Linked DNA regions of Sus scrofa: region 2 is linked to region 1. The links are chromatin contacts, called in public Hi-C maps. All regions are on one chromosome and are shown on one strand. The core of a region is the stretch at or near the end of the contact, and the rest is flanking DNA. Distances in the headings are between cores, read along the strand shown. Region 1 holds the start of PRDM14 (PR domain zinc finger protein 14). Region 2 has its middle 62 kb from the start of SLCO5A1.

Region 1 (4,275 bases), core at 958-3,457:
AAACCTGGCCAAGGTCACTAGGCATTATAAGGGTTTCCCCCACCCTAGATGCTTCCCTGTGTGAATGTGAATGGGCCTAAGTGCTCCTTTCTTTCCCTCAATGGCTGACAAGGAGAATAAAAATGCGGTCTTTGAGCGCCGGGTATGGGTCTGAAAATCCCCGCGCGTCCGAGGTGGCGAGCCTCCCCCGGGGGAAGGGACCGCGGTAGCGGCGCAGGGGCCGATCTTCCGACGGTGAAAGCTGCTTTAGAAGTAAAAGCCCCCGAGAAGGCTCAACACCCACCCGGAACCTCGGGGGCAGCATGGGTGCCGATCCCACCGCACCTAGGTGTCCCCACCTAGATGTCCCCACCTGGGACCCGAGGGGTGATGCGCAGCTTTCCATAAGGTGCCGGGGAAAAACGTCCGTCTGGTTCTTGGCGCTGGACGCCGCTTTCTGCCAAGCTCGGCTCTTGGGAACTGGAAGCCGAAAGGCAGGGGAGAGACCCCGGCACACGAGTCCCGGCCTTATGCGCGTGGGTACGGGGTTGCTGTGAGCGCAGAGGGGCGGGTCTGGGGACCCCGGCGTCACTTGCCCGGGCCTTTTGCTGCCCCATTCCGCCAGCCTAGAGCGGCCACAGTGCCCGCCCCTAAAGAGCGAGGGGCGAGCGCTCTCCGCTGGGTCCCCGACAGGGTTTGGAGATGTGAGTTAAGTGCGCGACCCCCTAAGGACCGAGGGCAAGTCGAGCGTCGGCCAATGGCCGCGGTGGGCGGGGAGAAGGGTCTGGGGACCTGCGTGGGCCGAGTCCCTTCCCCACCCTCGCGCTCTCTTTGCCCGCTGCCCCGCCCGCCGCGCTCTTAAACCCGGTTCAGCCCTGCGGGCCGGCCCGAAGCCTACCGGTCCCGAGCCCGCGCCGTCCCTTAGCTGCCCGGAGGCGCCCGCTCCGCGGCTTAGCTCTCCAAGGTGGGTGCCAGACCCGGCGCGACGCGGTGGCCCGGGGCCATCGCCCGCCCGGGTGGTCGGTCGCGCAGGCAGAGCTGTCGCTGGCGCCGTAGTTTTAGGGGGGTGGTTTTGCCCTCTTGGGGCTTTTACTCCTTAAGTGGCTTTCAACCCCAAATCGCAGATCCTCGGGTTGAGGCGAGAGCAGGAGCGGAGCGCCGTTGGGGGGCTCAGGAGGAGACAGGCAGATGCCTTCGTCGTGGCTGACCTCTTCTCCTGACCCCATGTTCTGTAATTTCTGAGTCACGACCCTGGTTCGTTTCCATATCGGGCTCATTGATCTTGCCCTTAAGACCCGCTGGCCCTGAAGGGGCTCCATCCCCCAGCCTTGGTGAACTTTTGTCCATTAAAACGACATCCATTCCGAGTGGAGGCGGCGGCGGCGCGGGTCCGGGAACCTTCTCTCAGCTGCCTGGCCTGGGGTTCGTCCTCGCCTACTCCTAAGCCGCCAGGTCGGGAACCTGGGGGGATGTGGCGGGACTCGGCACACGTGGGGAACCCGCGCTGGCTGCGGAGCTCCGAGGGGAGCCGAAGGTGGCGCCCTCCTCCTCCTCTCAGCCGGGTCCCCTGGGCCCGCGGGGTCAGCACTGGGCCTCGCAGCGGGGCGGCCTCCCTGAACCTGTCCCCGGGCTGGGGGAGCGCGTCGGCTGCGTTATCCTACCCGAGCTCGTGGCTCTGCCCTCCGGGATAGGGACCTAGGAGCGCCTGGAGCTGCCGCCTGCGCCCGAGCTCAGCCCGGTATTTCTCTAGGCTCCCAGCCCCGAGGCTGGGAAGACCCCGCGGCTCCGACCCACCCTGGAAAAGAGGATTTTTTTTTTTTTTTTTTTTTTTGATGAGGAAGAGGGCAGGATAGGGAACTTGAAACGGATTTTGCAGGAGCCGGGTTTGGGCAGAATGTAGAGAGGGGGTGTTGGAAGCCAGCCGTCCTGGGTCAAGGTGGGTTTGGAGAGAGAAGGCAAAGGCGACACTTACCAGGAACTTGAAGTCAGGCGGAATCTCGGTAGATTTTCGTTTTGTTTTGGGTTTTTTTTGGGGGGGGAGGGGGGCGGATTTATGGCTGCTTTTTGTTTTGTTGGTGGGGTAGGTCTTTCGGGATTGAACTGGGAAGTGTATCCAATTCCCTTCAACCCGGGGCTGCCTCGGATGGTGGAAGTGTGGCAAGAGGGGATGTCCGCAGCGCCCGGCACCCCTCACTCGGCTGCGCTTGCTTTTCCCGCAGGCGGACCGCTCGCGGTGGCCCAGGATGGCTCTGCGGCTGCCAGGTGAGACCGGTCCCCAGGACAAGGAGTGCTACTCGCCCGACAGGCTTCAGAGCAGCCCCCAACACCTGGCCGCCTACTACACCCCTTTCCCGCACTATGGCCATTACGGGAACACCCTCACCACGGCGGAGGAGGGTTTCCAACCTTTCCGGCAGCTGGAGGCCCTGTCGGCGTCCCCGGCTCTGCCCCCCTTCGCCTTCCGGACAGCGCCTCCCTTGCTGAGCCCCGGGCTGGCGCTGCCGAGGGAGCCGCTCTATGATGTGCCCTGGTACAGCAAGCTGCCGACGTGGTACCCGATCCCCCACCTGCCCAGGGAGGTGCCACACTTCCTGAACAGCCCGCGCGAGTTCACGGGCGCCCCCGCCGAAAACTTGGGCCAGGTCGGCGGCCGGAGCGATGGTGGCCAGTGTTGGGGACCTGAAGTTTTCCTTCCGCCGCCCCCAGTGGATGCTTCTCTGCTACCCGAGAGGCCGAAGCCCTCCCAGTTGTTACCTGGCTCCCCCGGCGAGCGCTCTGAGGATGGCCCCAAACTCGTGAACCAAGAGAGAAAGGCATCGCCCCGTTACCACTTCACCCAGGAAGACCTGCACTTAGTTCTGTACGGGGTCATTCCCAGCCCTCAGCACCCAGCCCGCTTGCACCACGCGATGTCGGGCCTCCTGGTCCCCACCAACAGCTCTGGTAAGGGCAGTCCACAGGATCCAGGACCTGGGTGGGAGGGGAGAAGAGGTGGGAAGGAGGCAGGAGCAGCGAAGAGGCGCTTCAAGGTGGATTCGAGGCAGTGCGGGTCCTGATCCGGAGTGTACCCGGCTTCCAGGAGAGGATGGAGCTGCAGAGGTCAGGCTCACCTCCCAGCCCCATTTACTTAACTCCGCGACTCCTGAGGTGGTTTTAGTGAGAATGAGGGGGAGGGGAGAAATGGTTTGTGCTGTGGGGTAATCAGGCTGGCTCAGATTCTAGCAGAAAGTACGAGGTATTTCAATGAGAACCTCGTGCCTTTTACACTGGGAGTCTCGGCTCAGCCACCTGACCTCAGCCCGAATCAGCATTATCTCTGATTTCTCAAGTTCCTTACATGTGCAAGGGGGGTTAATTACAGCATAACCAACTAGCCTCCTTCGGAGTCTCAAATAAGAAATTGCATATGTAAAAGGAGCAGGAAAAAAGACAGGTAACATCAAAACTGAGTACAATGGTGAGCTCCAGCTAGTGGGTTGGAAAACTCGGCATGAAAGCCTTTCATACTACGTTTCATCGAAACATAAACATTTAACCCTGTCTTTTTCTAGGGTCTGATTCTCTTCCTCAGACTCTGGATAACAGCTCCCTTCAGCTCCCGGAAGGTAGGCAGGGCTCCTGGCTTGGAATCCTTTTCCCCAGCAAATGCGGTCAGTTTCCTGACTGGCATTCTTTTCTGCCTTGGGATCTTCCTAGGTCTCTGCCTGCGGCAGACGATGTTTGGTGAGGTCGCACATTTTGGTGTGTTCTGCAATAGCCTCGTGGCCAAAGGAGTCAGGTTTGGACCCTTTCAGGGTAAAGTGGTCAATGCCAGTGAAGTCAAGACCCACGGAGACAATTCTCTGATGTGGGAGGTAAAGTTCTTAACGGTGGGGTTGGCGGAAAGTGGGGAGGGAGGCGGGTGGGGAAGAACCTTGGCCCCTGCTCCTCTGGGAGGGGGGACTTTGTCTCTCTTGGGGCCATAACCCGCTGTCTGTGCTGCCTCTTTTGCAACATAAAGGAAAAGAAAGGCAGATGTTCCATCCAAAAGGATTGCACCTCTGCACGGATTCTATGTATTTTTTGGTGCCTTAAGGCATTTTCATCAGAAGATTGGCCATGGAATATACATTTAAAGAATCGATACATTGGGTTATATGTATACACAAGCCAAATGCTTTAAAGACTAGTACGAGGAATACGCCAAGGGACTAAAACCAGATTTAAAATTTTTGACATTTCCCTTTGAGGATTTTTAAAAACTCATACTCTTGACTCTGTCCGAGGCAGGCTGGTAGGATTGCAGTTTGTCAGAAT
Region 2 (4,275 bases), core at 1,120-3,619, 100 kb after region 1:
AGGTGAACCTAAGCCTTGTTAAATGGGAGAAATTTTAGGCGAAGTTACAGGGAGCAAGGCTGTACTTAGTTCTTTCTTTCTCACTTTGAAGAAAAGGAGTTAACTCTGTCAGTGCTGTTTGCCTATCAGGATTCTGGAAAGGTCATCGCCGGTTTCCTTCAGTTGAAACCAGTGCACCAGCGCCACCTACAGGACTTGTGGAGAAGAGACACATAGCATTTTCCTATTAGGACACTTGTCTTCTGGGGCAAAAATCCTAGATATTCATTTCAGGTCACCTAAAAATTATTATTACTAGTAGTCAAAAAAGGCTGCTAACCAGCGGTTTTGCAGAGGGAAAAGTTGCACCTAAGAGGAACGGAGGAGGCAGTGTGCTTCGGGGCTATGTCATTGGAACCATCTTAAACAGAACTTCCTTTCTTCCTCAAAGCCCACCGTTTTCCAAGGCTTTTCTCCTTTGAGAAAACATTATCTTTTAGTAAAATACAATTACTAGGAGTGTTACACTTGAGAGAGGCAGAACGGAGTAATGGGAACAACAACACCGGCTTTTGACTTTGCAGACTCAGGCTCAGATCCTGACCATGAGGATATTTAACGTGTGACCACTGCTCTCGATTTCTTCATCTGAGAAAAGTCATGTATAATAAGAATAATAGGAGTTCCCATTGTGGCGCAGCAGAAACGGAATCTGACTAGTATCCATGAGGATGTGGGTTCGATCCTTGGCCTTGCTCAGTGGGTTGGGAATTTGGTGTTGGGGTGAGCTGTGGTGTAGGTCACAGACTCGGCTTAGATCCTGTGTTGCTATGGCTGTGATGTAGGCTGGCAGCTGTAGCTCTGATTTGACCTCTAGCCTGGGAAGCTCCATGTGCCACAGGTGCAGCCCTAAAAAAAATAAAAAAATAAAAATAATATTATCTGGGATCTGGCATTGCCATGAGCTGTGGTGTAGACCACAGATGCTGCTCAGATCCCGTGTTGCTGTGGTTCTGGTGTAGGCTGGTGGCTACAGCTCTAATTGGACCCTATCCTGGGAACCTCCATGTGCCGCGGGTGTGGCCCTAAAAAGACAAAAAGACCAATAATAATAATAATACTACCTGATGTGGTTGTCAGAAGGATTTCTTTTTTTTCTTTCTTTCTTTTTTTTCCCTTTACGGCCGCACTTGCAGCATATGGAGGTTCCCAGGTTATGGGTTGAATCGGAGTAGCAGCTGCCTGCCTACACCACAGCCACAGCAATGCAGGATACAAGCTGTGTCTGCAACATACACCACAGCTCATGGCAACGCCAGATCCTTAACCCACTGAGGGAGGCCAGGGATGGAACCAGCAACCTCATGGTTCCTAGTCGGAGTCATTTCCGCTGTGCCACAACTGGAACTCCTGTCGTGAGGATTAAAGACACACAAGGTCTAGTATCAAGTTCTCCAAGGCCAACTGCAATGATTTTTAATAGTCCTTGCCTCAGAGGGTTTTTTTTTTTTTTTTTTTTTTTTTTTTTGGTGTGTGTGTGTGGCTACACTCATGACATGTGGAAGTTCCTGTGCCAGGGATCAAACCCATGCCCTGGCAGTGACTTGAACCACTGTGGTGACAATGCTGGAACTTTAACCCACTGTGCCACAAAGGAACCCAAGAGGGCATTTTATTTGTTTTCTTTTTTTCTTTTTTAGGGTTACACCTGAAACATATGGGAGTTCTCAGGCTAGGGGTAAAATTGGAGCTGCAGCTGCTGGTCTATACCACAGCCACAGCCCTATCAGATCTGAGCCACATCTGTGACCCACACAGCAGCTTGTGGCAATGCTGGATCCTTAACTCACTGAGCAAGGCCAGGGATTAAACCCGCATCCTCATTGATACTAGTTGGATTTGTTACCTCTGAGCCACAACGGGAACTCCAAACTTTCCTTTTCTATCACCTACTTGTGCCTTGCTGATTTGCAGAATACAGTGATTTGTATTTTTGTCTAATCTCCACTTTCAGACTCTAAACTCATTGTGGACAGAGACTGGGTTTACACCTTCCAAGTCTCCACAGCATGTGGCATCTTGCTTGCTCATAAAAGACACTTAAATTGAGCTTATTGAGTGAATGTCTTAAGGTTCAGAATCAAACTATGATAGGACATACCAGGGAAAATTATTAATAAAATAGGTCTTAATTGCTGGAAATATTTTACCAATGTTTGCTGACTGTTTTAAGGGTTGCGGGAGCCCCACGAATTCCACTCCTCCCCCGTCTTTGTAAACACACTTTTCAATTCCTCCAGGTTACCCTAAGCGCCTTCTATACAGCAATTCTGACGGGCCACGAGTCTGTGCTCTGGATTTCCCCAAAAAGTAGAGCGCTTTGCTGTTCTTTCTACCTATGCCCTCGCGCCCTCTGCTGGAAATGCCTAGAAGTGATTCTCAAAACTGCTGGAACTGGCACTTTCTCCCGGATTTGCTGGGAAAGATGATCTTTCCCCCCCTTAATTTTGGGGAAAGATGAATAGTTTCACTTCTTTATTTTTCCTCATCTCTTTCCTCAGCCAGTACTGAACTCCTTCCTGGAGGCGAGCACTTCCGTTCGTGGAGTGGTCCTGAGTTTCCTCCAGCTGTTCTGTCCTTTTGCAGAGCCCAGCTCAGGGTTCCCATGGAGCGGAGCTCTCTGACCCGACTCGGGGTGAAATGACACCGGGCAGACCATCCCGCTCTTCGGAAGGGCACCTGGGAACTCTGAATTCACTGAACCCAAATCAATGTAGTGCATTCTAATCCACTTAAGAAGGCATTGCGTTTTCTAGCAGCCCCCAGGAAGGGGAACGTGTGGTGGGACAGAAGAAACGCGGTGGAGAAAAACGCAGGTTAGCCAACCACCAAGCTGTGCTAACATGTGCGAGGTGGGGTGTCAGACCTGCTTCTTAGCCACTGCATTGGCTGTGAGTGGAACTTGAGACCCTCTTTCGAACTGTTGAAAATACAAAGATCAAGTCTGCAAATGTTAAGGGTTTACTGTCACTGTATCTAAAAATAAACTGATGGAGTTCCCATAGTGGCGCGGAACCGAATCCGACTAGGAACCATAAGGTTTCGGGTTCCATTTCTGGCCTCGCTCAGTGGGTTAAGGATCCGGCGTTGCCGTGAGCTGTGGTGTAGGTCGCAGATGCGGCTCCGATAGGGTGTTGCTGTGGCTGTGGTGTAGGCTGGTGGCTACAGCTCCGATTGGACCCCTAGCCTGGGATCCTCCATATGCCTGTGGGTACGGCCCTAAAAAGGACAAAAAGACAAAAACAAACAAACAAACTGACAACTGAGGACAAGTAAAACCATTCCCTGGGCTGAAACCAAAGATAAATTTCTACTGTCTTGTAGACGACATCGTATTATGCCATGAACAACATCCTCAGCAACATTCTTGCAATAAATGTGAGTGCCCTATAGATATATCTATTAAGATTCCTTCACTATAGGCTGAGGGCTCACTACCAAAGCACAATTCATTAGAGGTAATTTGAGGATGGGTTAGGACAGTGTTTGGTATATAGGAAGAGTTGGGTCCAAAATACACACCAGGACGAAGAACATTCTGGCAAACTGGCAAGTCACTGGCATTTGCCTGAGTACATTTTCTTCCACAGAACACTTTCCAAGTTGGTTGTGGATACTATTTTCAGCTGTGGATTATCCTCTGTCGGAGCTGTTAAATGATCATGATTATTTCCTAATACTCAGCAAAAATCCCACCGCACCAAAGTTAAGGAACACAGACCCTTCCTGCCCTTGGGCAGAATGTTAGATTATTTAAAGTGAGATTTAGAAGGTGAAGAGAAGAACCCATGATCTGCAACACAGTGCAGAAGACCCGTTAGTCACTGCTTTAACAACTCCCAGCTATTGCATGACATCTCTTCTCTGTCAGTTTTCATCATTTGTGCTATTATATATTATATGACGGTGAGCAAAACACAGGGAAGGTCAAATTGATTTAGTCCAGACAAGGTCATTTGTCCAGGCTCATCTTTTCAAAAATTATCAGTGGCCAAGAGTTTTCTTATGGAATAGTAGGTGAAGAATCTGGCATTGTCAGGTTACTGCTGTGGTGTGTTTGATCCCTGGTCTGGTCTTTCTGTATGTGGCCAACAAATAAACAAACAAAAAAGAGTGATAGTTCTTTCCTCTTTATTATTATTATTTTTGGCTTTTTTTTTTTTTTTTAAGGCTGCACCTGCAGCATATGGAGATTCCCAGGCTAGGGGTCCAATTGGAGAGATAGCTGCCAGCCTA

What was found. Hi-C and Micro-C count contacts between places; a contact is called where the count stands out from the background.
Region 2: a Hi-C map of skeletal muscle shows a contact between it and region 1, with 5 times the contacts expected there. A contact is called at or near these places in 9 of 47 Hi-C or Micro-C datasets (alveolar macrophages, embryonic fibroblasts, epiblast stem cells and 5 more).

What each region holds. Positions count from the first base shown.
Region 1 is chr4:65,271,781-65,276,055 of Sscrofa11.1, forward strand. It overlaps PRDM14 (PR domain zinc finger protein 14), which reads left to right and starts at 2,208. Exons shown (of 7, transcript XM_021090784.1): 1 at 2,208-2,922; 2 at 3,531-3,584; 3 at 3,676-3,833. The coding sequence starts at 2,223.
Region 2 is chr4:65,375,517-65,379,791 of Sscrofa11.1, forward strand. No RefSeq gene overlaps it. Among named protein-coding and RNA genes, the nearest start is that of SLCO5A1, 62 kb to the right of the region's middle.